Linked DNA regions of Mus musculus: all the other regions are linked to region 2. Evidence: chromatin contacts called from public HiChIP or PLAC-seq and promoter capture Hi-C data. All regions are on one chromosome and are shown on one strand. The core of a region is the stretch at or near the end of the contact, and the rest is flanking DNA. Distances in the headings are between cores, read along the strand shown.

Region 1 (2,700 bases), core at 198-2,697, 190 kb after region 2:
CAAACAAACAAACAAACAAACAAGCTGGACAGTGGTGGTGCATGCCTTTAATCCCAGCACTTGGGAGGCAAAGGCAGGTAGATTTCTGAGTTTGAGGCCAGCCTGGTCTACAAACTGAGTTCCAGGACATCCAGGGCTACACAGAGAAACCCTGTCTTGAAAAACCAAAAAAGAAAAAAAAAAAAAGGGGGGGGCCTGGAACTCACTATGTAACTCAGACAGACTCCAACCTTGCAACCACATTCCTGCTTTATCCTCTGGAAGTGCTGGGAAGACAGGTGTAAGTGACTATGTTTATTTCTTTAACAAGTGTCTTATCTCACATGGCTGTGTGACACCCTTTCACAGCGGGCCCAGTGCTGGGCACCCATAGGTAAGTAATATACTCAGTAAGTTTGGTGACAGTTTGGGTGAGACAGAGAGTCTGTCAAGTGCCGTGAGAGATGTCTACGGCTTGGGAGGAGGAAGGGTCACTGTTTCAAAAGGGAAGGGAAATAAATGACTTTTAGAAAAGGGAAAGGAAACAGAAACAACAGACAGGATGAAATAGGGTGCAGGGGGCTGCCCGGGCATGTCTGTGCCAGGAGCACAGGGCTGCCTCTTCCCCATTTGTCCAGTGCCAGATGGGTATTACGCCAGGCGGGCCAGGTGTTTAAGTTCACGAGTGTAACCCGCCATCAAGCCATTTAGCAGGAACCTGTCTCAGGAGTGACTTTGTGAGCACAGGTCTGGGCTCAGTTTCTTCTGTATGTGACTGGCATGTTTTGTAGGGTCAGCCAGTGCAGTCTAGTGGCTGTGCTTCAGCTATTGCGGGTGTCAGCCTGAGAGTGCTATTTGGATTGGAGTGTGTGTCCCTCTGAACCTGCCAGGAAGTTGTTCTGAGAAGGGGTCAGCCTTTAGTGTAGTGTGAATGCCCTAGGCATCTGGGGACACGGGTTTGTGCGTCGGAGACTGTTTGAATATTGTTTGTGCAACTACGTTTTGGGTTGTCACTGTCTGTGTGTGACCCAGTGAGCCAGTAAGTAAGATAATCTGGATGTCTGGGTCTGTGTGAGCTCGTGTGTCCAGGCCCTTGTCCTGATGTGTATCTGTGCCTCTGGTCTGACTTTGTGTCCCTGTGGCTCAGTCATCACTGACTCAGTGCACCCTGGCGTGCCAGTCCGTTAGTCTGAGCGTACTCCTCAGGTGTGGGTGTGGGTCCCAGTCAGTGTGTCAGTGTGTCAAGCGTGTGTCCGGACACCCTAGGTCTGGGCTGTCCCCACGCTGCTCCTCCTGCCTGGACCAGGCCTCGCCCCGCCCCTCTGGCTGCCGGGAAACCCCCCGCGCCGAGGTAGGGGGCGCGGCGCCCGACTGCAAGCCCCGACTTGTCCCCAGCCGCGGGCGGGGCCCTGGCGTCACGCGGGGGCGGGGCGTGGGAGCCAGCGAGAGGCGGGGCGGGGCGGCCGCCGAGCGAGCGGGGCCCGGGGATCTGCCGGGAGGCCTGAGACGCGGCATAGAGCCACATGCGAGCGGGGAGCCCAGGAGGCGGCGGCGACACCAGCAAGCAAGCAGCAGCAGCGGTGATCCGGACACGAAGACTCCAGAAGCAGCAGCAGTCACTGCAGTTAGAGCAGCAGGAGCAGCAGCAAGGTGCCTCAATAGCAACCCACTCGGCGGGCGAGCCCTCCAGAAGGCAACCGCCCGCCACCCCATCGCCTCCTTTCTCCGGAGTGTTCATGCCCCCGGGGTGAGTGAGCACCCCGATTCCCGAAGCTGCTTACGAGCGGCAAGGCCCGGAGGGCTCCCTGGAGGAGGTGACGGGGTGCACGGGCCGATAGGACGGTCGCCTTGCATTCCCGCAGCTTGTGCCCCAGCTTTCATCACTGGGACTAAGGCTGGGCCAGGCGGGCGGGAAGGAAGCACCTGGGACTCAGGGCGCCCTGTCTGGGCGCACAGGTGCCACAGCGGTCTGGCGGGTTTGTTTACAAACAATGGGGTTCGGGCTCGCCCGCGCCCCCTGGTGGCTAGTGAGACCTGGGAGGAGCGTGGCCCCGGGCTCGCTCGAGTCCCCCGAGTCCCACTGCGGGAGGGTTGGGGTGGGGGGTGGCACCGAGGATCGGCCACACCCAGAGCGCGCGCCCGCCGGGGGCGGCGACAGGGGGCGGCGGAGGCTGTGGCTCCCGCGGGCGGGGGCTGCGCCCCAGCAACAGCCGGTTATTGGCCCCGCGCGCGCTGGGCGGGCGGGGCGGGCGCACGTGGCGGCGTCGAGGGGGGGGGCTGTGACAGCGGAGGGGCGGCGGGGACCGCGCGTGCGGGGCTGTGGATCTGCAGGTGTCTCGCCTGGGTGTGTGTGCTCGTGTTTGGCTCCCGAGTTTGTATCCCTACACCGAGATGTTGGCGTTTGTCACCCGGAGGGGTGTCTGCGTGAGTCCTTGCCCGCGTGTCTGCGGGGTGGGGTGCACCTGTCCGTTTACGGGTGTGGGTGGCCACCCCCCAAACCAGAGTTGTATACGTGTGCTCTTAAGGGGTGAAAAGGGGATCTGTATCTGTCGCTTGCCTGGTAGTGTTGGTGGTGGTGGTGCGGACGACCGGGGCACTTGAGCTGTGTTTGTGTGTCGCTTGAGTGAGCTGTGTTGCTGTGCAGGGGTCTCGCCCAAGTGTGCGCTGCGTGTGTGTGTGTGTGTGTGTGTGTGTGTGTGTGTGTGTGTGTATGCGCGCGCG
Region 2 (2,700 bases), core at 129-2,628:
TGTGAGGCTTGCATAGCAAGCATCCTTATCACCTATGCCATCTATCTGGCCTAGAGTCGGCAGGGTTTTGGCATATCTACGGAGCCTGCTTTGTGTCTGAGGCTATGCATCCCAGGTGCTGGAGTTGATTGAAGTGGCAGATCCAGACCCCCTGAAAGGCCTCATAGCACCTGGCTGGTAAGCCCTCCATCACAGAAACCTCAGTCCAGATCCTGCTCTCCCTCAGCGTCGGGCTCAAACTTTGTAAAGCTCTTTGCATAGTTCTGGTGAGAAGTTTGTGAGGGACTCTCTAAAGGGTGTGATGGCACCAGGAGCAGTGTGAGTGGACAAGGTAGCCATGGGTCCTGCAGACTGTCACTATGAATGTTCACTAAAGCAGGTAGTCTCTTCTGCCATCAGGATGGACAGGTTAACTGATCTTTTCCCTGGTACAAGAATACACTTTACTGTTTTAAAGATAATATTGCTTAAAGAATTTACTTAACTCAGTTGGCCTATATAATAGATTCAAGAGTACCTTAGGGCCAGCAAGATGGCTCAGCAGATACTGGTGCTTGCTACCATGCCTAAGCAGTTCAATTGCTGAGACCCAGAAGGTGAAGGGAACTGACTCCCAGAGTTGTTCTCTGATCACATGCCATGGTACATGTGCCCATACAGAAACATACACATAAGTGTTTTAAAAATATTAAGAATACCTACTTTAGAAGGGCACGCCTGTGTTCTTGGCACGTGGCATACAGAGGTAAGAGGATTGTCACAAGTTTGTTGCCAGCCTGATTTGTAAATTATTGGTTCAGCCAAGGCTATGGAGTAAGATCCTGTCTCTAAAAGTAAAAAGTTTAGATATGTGCCTCCACTTCAGCTTGCTTATGAGTTTAAATAAATTGGCAGATCGAATGTGCTTATCCAAAAGGGTAGTAATTAGGTTTTATAATTGTTTTGTTGTTCAGATAGTTTTTGTTGGAGAATGAGTGTATTTATAGGAGTGCATGTGTGTGTAGAGAGAGACAGAAGTTGGGGGCTGGGAGTGTCTCCTGCAGACCGACGGGCCTGAAAACTACTTATTACTTAAGCTTAGCCTCTAACTTTGTAGAAGGGTTGAAACTGCTGCGACTGCCTCCACTTCCCAAGTGCTGTACTCACAGGAGTGTGTGCCCACCCACAGTTCAGGGTGATACTTATTCTCCTTTACACACTGCTTTCAGAGAGGCCCAGAGACGCCTCCATTCCCCCATCTCAAATCCTGGAAGGCCCTCTCCATAGCTCCGAAATGGGCAAGGACAGAACACTCAGTTGCAGAAGGGCAATTTTGTCTGGGCCGCCCAGTCAAGGAACCAAGCGCCATATTTGTAGAGGGCAGTAACCGCAGCTTCTTGACGTCATCAGTATGCGCTAGTGGAGGTTTCCTGACAGGTTGGGGAGCATCAGGCCATCTGGGACCGATCGCGGAGGGCCAGGATGGGGGAGGCGGCCGTGGCAGAGGGACCTTGTCCACTGCTGGAGGACAGCTTCACGCGCTTCTCGTCGCAAAGCAACGTGTACGGGCTTGCTGGAGGCGCGGACGGGCGAGGGGAGTTGCTGGCCGCCACTCTTAAAGGCAAGGTGCTCGGCTTCCGCTATCAAGACCTCCGACAGAAAATCCGGCCTGTGGCTAAAGAGCTGCAATTCAACTACATTCCCGGTGCGTGGCGCTGTGGTGCCTGGGGCGGGACTAGAGTCTGGTGTTGAGGATTCTAAGATTGTCACTGTGTTGCGAGGTCAGGGTCAAAACTGATAATCATTAGGGTTCGAGACAGTGGTCATCATGGCCTGAAAGTAGTTAGGGTTCAGGATTCCGCAAACATAAGTTATCAACAGCATAGTAGTCGGTGTTCAGAGGTCATGATGATAGCGGTCAGACGCCTGCATCTGCTGTGGTATGAAGTTAGTGTGGTTAGGCTGCAAGAGTGGAGACCTGCCTAATCAGTGAACTTTGAACTCCCCTCATAGTGGATGCTGAGATCGTCTCCATCGACACTTTCAACAAGTCACCCCCAAAACGGGGCCTGGTTGTGGGCATCACTTTTATAAAGGTACCACAGCACCCTCCACCTGTCCACGCCCTCCTCCTTAGTCACTGTGGATCCCACCAAGTCTCTCTCAAGTGCTCTGAATCTACTCCAAATGCCTGTCACCTCCCCTACCTCCCCTGAGAGAAGTTTCCACCCCCAGGACTCAGGAGACAAGGGCAGTCCGTTTCTTAACATTTACTGTGACTATGAGCCTGGCTCAGAGTACAACCTGGACTCTATTGCAGGTGAGTGGGGCTTAGGGGAGAGCGTAGCTGGGGCTGCCAGGGGCTGCTGGGCTTAACTTGTGTCCTTCTGCAGAGAGCTGCCTGAATTTGGAACTCCAGTTCACACCTTTCCAGCTGTGCCACGCAGAGTGAGTGACCCTGGGCACCCATGCTCTCCTACCCTTTCCTTGCACTCAGAGGCTTTTGCCCTATCTGGAAAACAAAAGGCTTTTCCTCTACTAAGGATTGGAAACAGGTAGTGTTAGGGGCCCAAAAGGTGATGGGAAGTATAGCCGGGAAGTGGGGTTTCACTGAGCTTTAGCAGACTGGAATCCACACACCTGCCATCACCAGTCTGGTTCTCGTGGTGCTTTTCAGAGTGAATGCAGCCAAGATGGTTACATTGTCGCCCCTCAGGTAGA
Region 3 (2,700 bases), core at 161-2,660, 250 kb after region 2:
TTTTTGAATCAATGAGGCCTGAGCTCAAATCTCATCACGGTCCCTGGAGAGATCTGATAAATCAGTTAGCCATTTTTAAACTAGCTGTCCCTGATGTGATAATGGGAAAAGAACGTAAGTAAACTGCCTAGCATAAGCAAGCTCCCATAAGCCAAAGAGACTGCTTTGCAAACATTCTTGAAGAATCAAAAACTAAAGAGCCAAACCTAATTCCTCCTTGTGCTGTGGAAATTTCATGTTAAGAGTAGCCCAGCCTGCTCTTGTTTTAACTGTGCAATTCATTGCACTCCTAGAATCAGACCTTTCTAAAGCTGCTGGGTGGCTAGGGTAGGAGATGGCGAGAACACATTTGCCCCTTTCAAAGGTTGTCGTCGTTGTCCCCCTCCCCCACTGGTTTTCGAGACAGGGTTTTTCTGTGTAGCCCTGGCTGTCCTGGAACTCACTCTGTAGATCAGGCTAGCCTTGAACTCAGAGGTCTACCTGCCTCTGCTTCCCAGATGCTGGGATTAAGGTGTGCACCAGCCAAGAAACTTGTGGGCCAGAGAAATACCAATGACTTGCTGGAGAGGCTGAACAATAGGAGCACTGCTTAGCAGGAAGCTGTGCCCAACTGTATCACTCAGTGGCAAGGTAGGATTCAGATGCTGTTTGAGAGATTGAGATGAGAGAGCAAGCAAGAGAATAAAAATATAATGAATCGTGGCCATATATTCAGCTCATAGTTTTATAAATACCGTCTGCCATCTTTCTCTTGAAAACGGTAGTAAGTAAAAACACTGCAGGTCTTGTCATGTGAGAATTAGGCTCTGCAGCTTCATGTTCCAAACAAGGCATAAGGTCTGTCTGCTCCACAGTAGGCTCTGAACCGTGGAGCTTTTCAAGGCAGGTTAAATGTGCCCAAAGGACTACCCATTTAACTAGCAGGCACTCTCTCTCCATCACTCAACATGCAAGTACAAGCTAAGGAACAAGCATTTAACACAAGCACACTTTCCCTGGACAGCATGTGAGTTCCAACCCTCAAGTTCGGGAGGTGGGATACCCATGTGATGCACTCTGTCCACAACATTGCGTGCTTTGGGCTTCAGTTGACACCACTGCCTCCAAAGATGGGGTCTACATGTCTCCTAAAATTCTGAACCCACAAGCTGAGCAGGCATGGCACTCAGTAGGCAGAGGTAGGTGGATCTCTGAGTTGGAAGCTAGCCTGGTCTACAGAGTTACAGTATAGCCAAACAGAGAAACCATGCCTTGAAAAAACAACAAAAGTGTGAATCCACAAAACAACTCTGCTTCATAATTTGTTAATCCCTTGTCTGAGAATGTTCTGAAGTATTATAGTACAGTATGCTATGTCATTGAGACAGCTCATTTCCTACCACAAATACCACTCAACTGTGGAACGCTCCCTTCGGCCCTCTCCCAGCACTTACTCTACAAATTCATGCTCTCCAAGATTCGCAAAGGTGTACCCATGGTACCCAAAGACATCTCCTGTGAAGAACTTAATGCTGTTTCTGTGACAGATCTGGTCGACTTTAATGATGACATCTCTGGAGCAGCAAGTCAGGCACACCTGAGAGGAGACAGGAAGTGACTGCTAAGAGCTGCAAACTGTGAATCACTGCCCTGCTGTCTGCATAAGTCTTAAATTAACTGTCTCTCTGGCAGGCTTAAGACCAGTTTCAACAAGAATAACAGGTTCTTGGGTGCTGTGAGTAAAAGACAGAAGAAAAGCTGCAGATTTCAGGGTGTAGAAAATATACACGACATGACGACCACTTCTGACACCTAAGAGAAGAATTTAGCTGGACAGTAAAACCACTCAAGACAATCTGTTTCCTTAACCCATGAGCATATAAACTACACCTCATAGTTCTCATGAAGACAGAGCTATCAAGGTAATCTAAACTACAAAGTCAAGCAAATTCTGGTGACAAGTAAAACCAGTTTTTTAACTGACCAAAAGGTCATGTTTGAGTATCTACCCACACACACACTTTAAATTTTTTTTTTACTATTTGTCCAAGATCTCTTAAGCTTTCCCAGGGTACAGGGAACCCTGTCTTAAGAGGCTGAAGTCAGCCAGATGTGGCAGCACAAGCCTTTAAATCCCTGTACTGGAGAGGCAAGGAAAGGGAAAATAAAATCTCTGCCTGTCTCCCCAAAAGTTCCGAACCAGCCTGGCCTACAGGACTGCTGGGGACCTGTAGAGAGACCTTGCCTGAAAAGCAAATAAGAAAACCTAACAGACACTGATACAGAATTGAGAATAGATGATGTGAGTTCTACATGCAGCATTTGGTGTATCACTGACAATTCCATGGCCAAAGTGATTGTTTGTGTGTGTGTGTGTGTGTATATATATATATATATAAAAGGCACAGACACACTGAGCACAGATGTGTTGGCTGTTAGTTATCTGTTTTTTAAGACAAAGCAAGGAGGTGGGGGTGCATGCCTTTAAGTGCAGCACCATGCAAATCTCCAAAGGTCAGCCTGGTCTTATAGAGCAAGTTCCAGGATGGCCAGAGCTACAGAGAAACTGTCTTCAAAAACAAAACCTTATGTAGCCCAGACTGGCCTCAAACTCAGTCTTGATCTCTTATTCCTTCCTAATTCCATTTGCCTAATGTCGGGATTATAGGCAAATGCTACCAAGCTTGGCTAGGGATGTTTGCTGCTTCCTTCCTGAACACA
Region 4 (2,700 bases), core at 191-2,690, 140 kb after region 2:
AAGAACCCACCCTGTTCTGGAAACCCCAATTGCTCGGGGCAGACACAGGATTGGATGGGACAGAAGAAGGATGAAGAAAGCGTGTACCCTCCCTGTCATCAAGTTTTCCGTTTCCTCTTTTGTGTGGATGAAGCAAGACCGTATCCTCTGTTACAGTGGGGCCAAGTCGCCGCTGGTCTAGCACCATGCCTCAACGTCAGGTCCCAGGCATGGAGAGGGACCTGCCTAGAGGGTCATGGCCATTAACCACAGAAGGACCCAGGCCATCAGTGCTCCCATCTGGGCTTCCTCTAACTTTTCTGGGAATGGGCGTTCTTTCAAACTGGCTGTCAAGACTCTCAACATTGACCTTCCTTAGACTTCTTTACATGTTTACCAGGCTGGCCTCGAACTCACAGAGAACCTCCCGATTCTGCCTCCTGAGTGCGGGATTAAAAGGTGTGCGTCACAGCACCCAGTCTCTGCTTGGTAGTTTTAGACTCAGCGTAGGAGACGGAACCCTGGGCCACACTCAGGCTAGGCAGTGAGCTACAATCCCAACAGGTTTCTGCAATTGTTTCATTCTTCCTTCCTTTATTCACACTGTTTGAGTTTTTGTTTTGTTTTGCTTTTAGTCTTTGAGACAAAGTCTCAACAAAGTTGCCTAGGCTCGCCCCAAATCTCAAACCTCCTGCTAGGAGCCAGGATAGCAGGTTTGAGCCACCACCTTGGCTAGTTTGTAAAATTATTTTTTTGTTCTTGCTTTTCTGAAGTAGGGTCTCATGTAGTGTAGCCCAGGTTAACCTCAAAATTACTATGTAAGATTGAATTTCCAATCACTCCCACCCAGCTGTACGAGGTGCTGGTCATTGGACCCATGGCTTCCAGCTCTCCCACAGAGCACTCTCACACCTGATCTCTACCTCCAGCCCATTTGTCTCTGAACACAGTATCTCATAGTGTAGCTCACACTAGCCTAAAAGTCACTATGTAGCCTTGACTGCAGCATCCTGCCCCGGCCTCTTGAGGGCTCAGATTACAAGTGTAAATGAACATGCCCAACTTCTAGAACTCTTCAGTGAGGAGAGCTGACTCCAGGGTCTCCTGTCCTGAAGAACCTTCTTGAGCCTACATCTTGGTGAGGCCGCCGTGGTTCCCATAAATCCCCTTAGTCCGTTGGCCACATCCCATCTCAGAGTGTGAGCTCAGGATGGGAAAGGAGCTAGAAATGGGCAAAGAAAGTCAGACAGGGAGAGGAATCCACTCACCATGTCCTGGCTCCTCCTGGGTTCTGTGGTAACCAGCGACGGATGCCTGAAGGTCCCTGTCACCCAGGCTGTGCCTTTTAAACCCTCAAGAAGAGATGCAGGCAACTGAGAGGAAATGACTGTCTTGTCTCCTGGAGGTGCTCATTGGTCACTCACTGACCATCCTAGCTGAGGCTCCCTCCACCGGTGCTTACCCAGTACACCCTCAGCACCACCCAGTACCAACCAGCCAGGGGAGAGATGTCAACTTGGAAAAGGAAGGAAGTCTCTGGCCCCAGAAGGGGAAAAGGCAATTTCCAGGACTTCTTCACTTTTGGGGACGCAGCTGCTTTTCCTGGCCTCGTTCCCCAATCTGAGGAGGAGCCTACCTCTTCTGAAGGAAGTTTTGGAGTTTCTGGGGTTTCTACATGACAGAAATAATGACCACAGCTCCCCAGCCTGGTGGCTTTTATAGCAAGAAAGCACACAGAGGGCTGAAGAGATGGCCAAGGTCTTGGCGTTTTCTCTTAAGGGGGTTAGGGAGATGTGTTAACTCAATGCTAGCACTCAGGAGACTGGGGCAGGAGGATCACCCTGGGCTGCAGAACAGGACCTGTCTCAAATAATAAAGCAAAGCATGCTGGGATCATGGCTTGGTTGGTTAAACACTTGCCTAGCATGTGCAAAGCCCTGGATACCATTCCCAGCACCGCATAAAACCTGATGTAGTGCTGCATCCGACCCCAGCACCCAGGCGGCTGAGGCAGGAGAATAAGTTCAAAGCCATCCTCCTGGCTGCACAGTAACTTCTAATCCAGAGTAGGCTTTGTGAGATCCTTTGTAGCAGTGGCTCTCAACCTTCCTGACACTGTGACCCTGAAAACAGTTGGTTCCACATATTGTGGTGACCCCCAACCACAAAAGCATTTCATTGTTACTTCATAACTGTAATGTAAATATCAGATATACAAGATATCTGAGATGTGACACCCTCCCCCCAGGGGTCAGGACCCACAGGTTGAGAACCTGTGCTTTTTAGCAAAGACAAAATTGGCTCAGGTTAGGCACAATTATACATGCCTGTAATTCTATTACTTGGACAAAAGCAGGAGGATTAAAAATTCCAGGCCACCTGCATAGGAAGGACCAATTTTTTAAAAAAATAAAAATAAAACAAACCTATGGTCACATGTGTGGTACGCAATCCCAACACTCTGTAAACTCATGGTCAGTAAGAGCCACATAATGAAAGCCTATCTCAGGGCTGGGGGGCGTGGAGCATAAGAGATGAAATGTCTTATTCTGTCTTAACAGCCTAATTAATCCTTTGTTGTGTTTTCTGTTTGTTTGAAACCTGAAATCTTCTATCTTCTCTCTTCTCCTCCCACATCCTACCCTGAACACCTGATGCATCAGCCACGTGAGACCACAGGACCCCGGAACTCCTGTGAGTATGCAGCGAGATGGGCCGTGA

What was found. HiChIP or PLAC-seq counts read pairs in DNA pulled down with a chosen protein or histone mark. Capture Hi-C pulls out chosen DNA fragments and counts their contacts.
Region 1: a FOXA1 HiChIP or PLAC-seq map of pancreatic cancer cells shows a contact between it and region 2. The contact joins the promoter of Bbc3 here to the promoter of Kptn in region 2. A contact is called at or near these places in 4 of 39 promoter capture datasets (the C10 cell line, embryonic stem cells, liver and 1 more), 2 of 484 Hi-C or Micro-C datasets (both in embryonic stem cells), 3 of 115 datasets of contacts at active chromatin or transcription factors (bone marrow-derived macrophages, microglia and pancreatic cancer cells) and 3 of 9 other capture datasets (adipose tissue, liver and pancreatic islet).
Region 3: a contact with region 2 is called in an H3K4me3 HiChIP or PLAC-seq map of bone marrow-derived macrophages, with 5 times the contacts expected there. The contact joins the enhancer-like site here to the promoter of Kptn in region 2. A contact is called at or near these places in 3 of 39 promoter capture datasets (the C10 cell line, the HPC-7 cell line and liver), 1 of 115 datasets of contacts at active chromatin or transcription factors (bone marrow-derived macrophages) and 3 of 9 other capture datasets (adipose tissue, liver and pancreatic islet).
Region 4: a promoter capture Hi-C map of adipose tissue shows a contact between it and region 2. The contact joins the promoter of C5ar1 here to the promoter of Kptn in region 2. A contact is called at or near these places in 20 of 39 promoter capture datasets (the 3T3-L1 cell line, 3T3-L1-derived adipocytes, the C10 cell line and 11 more), 1 of 15 datasets of contacts at CTCF or cohesin (pro-B cells), 10 of 484 Hi-C or Micro-C datasets (the AML12 cell line, the G1E-ER4 cell line, LSK cells and 6 more), 4 of 115 datasets of contacts at active chromatin or transcription factors (bone marrow-derived macrophages, large pre-B cells and microglia) and 4 of 9 other capture datasets (adipose tissue, liver, macrophages and 1 more).

The regions. Positions count from the first base shown.
Region 1 is chr7:16,308,136-16,310,835 of GRCm38.p6, forward strand. Bbc3 (BCL2 binding component 3) reads left to right here and starts at 1,448. Exons shown (of 4, transcript NM_133234.2): 1 at 1,448-1,726.
Region 2 is chr7:16,118,498-16,121,197 of GRCm38.p6, forward strand. Kptn (kaptin) reads left to right here and starts at 1,379. Exons shown (of 12, transcript NM_133727.2): 1 at 1,379-1,684; 2 at 1,993-2,075; 3 at 2,215-2,299; 4 at 2,373-2,427. The coding sequence starts at 1,462.
Region 3 is chr7:16,367,076-16,369,775 of GRCm38.p6, forward strand. Sae1 (SUMO1 activating enzyme subunit 1) reads right to left here. Exons shown (of 9, transcript NM_019748.3): 4 at 1,434-1,576. Among named protein-coding and RNA genes, the nearest start is that of Sae1, 19 kb to the right of the region's middle. Within about 2 kb of position 1,411, at least 37 of the 459 cell types and tissues checked have an H3K27ac peak or open chromatin away from gene starts, as enhancers often do.
Region 4 is chr7:16,257,898-16,260,597 of GRCm38.p6, forward strand. It overlaps C5ar1 (complement component 5a receptor 1), which reads right to left and starts at 1,441. Exons shown (of 2, transcript NM_001173550.1): 1 at 1,248-1,441. The coding sequence starts at 1,250.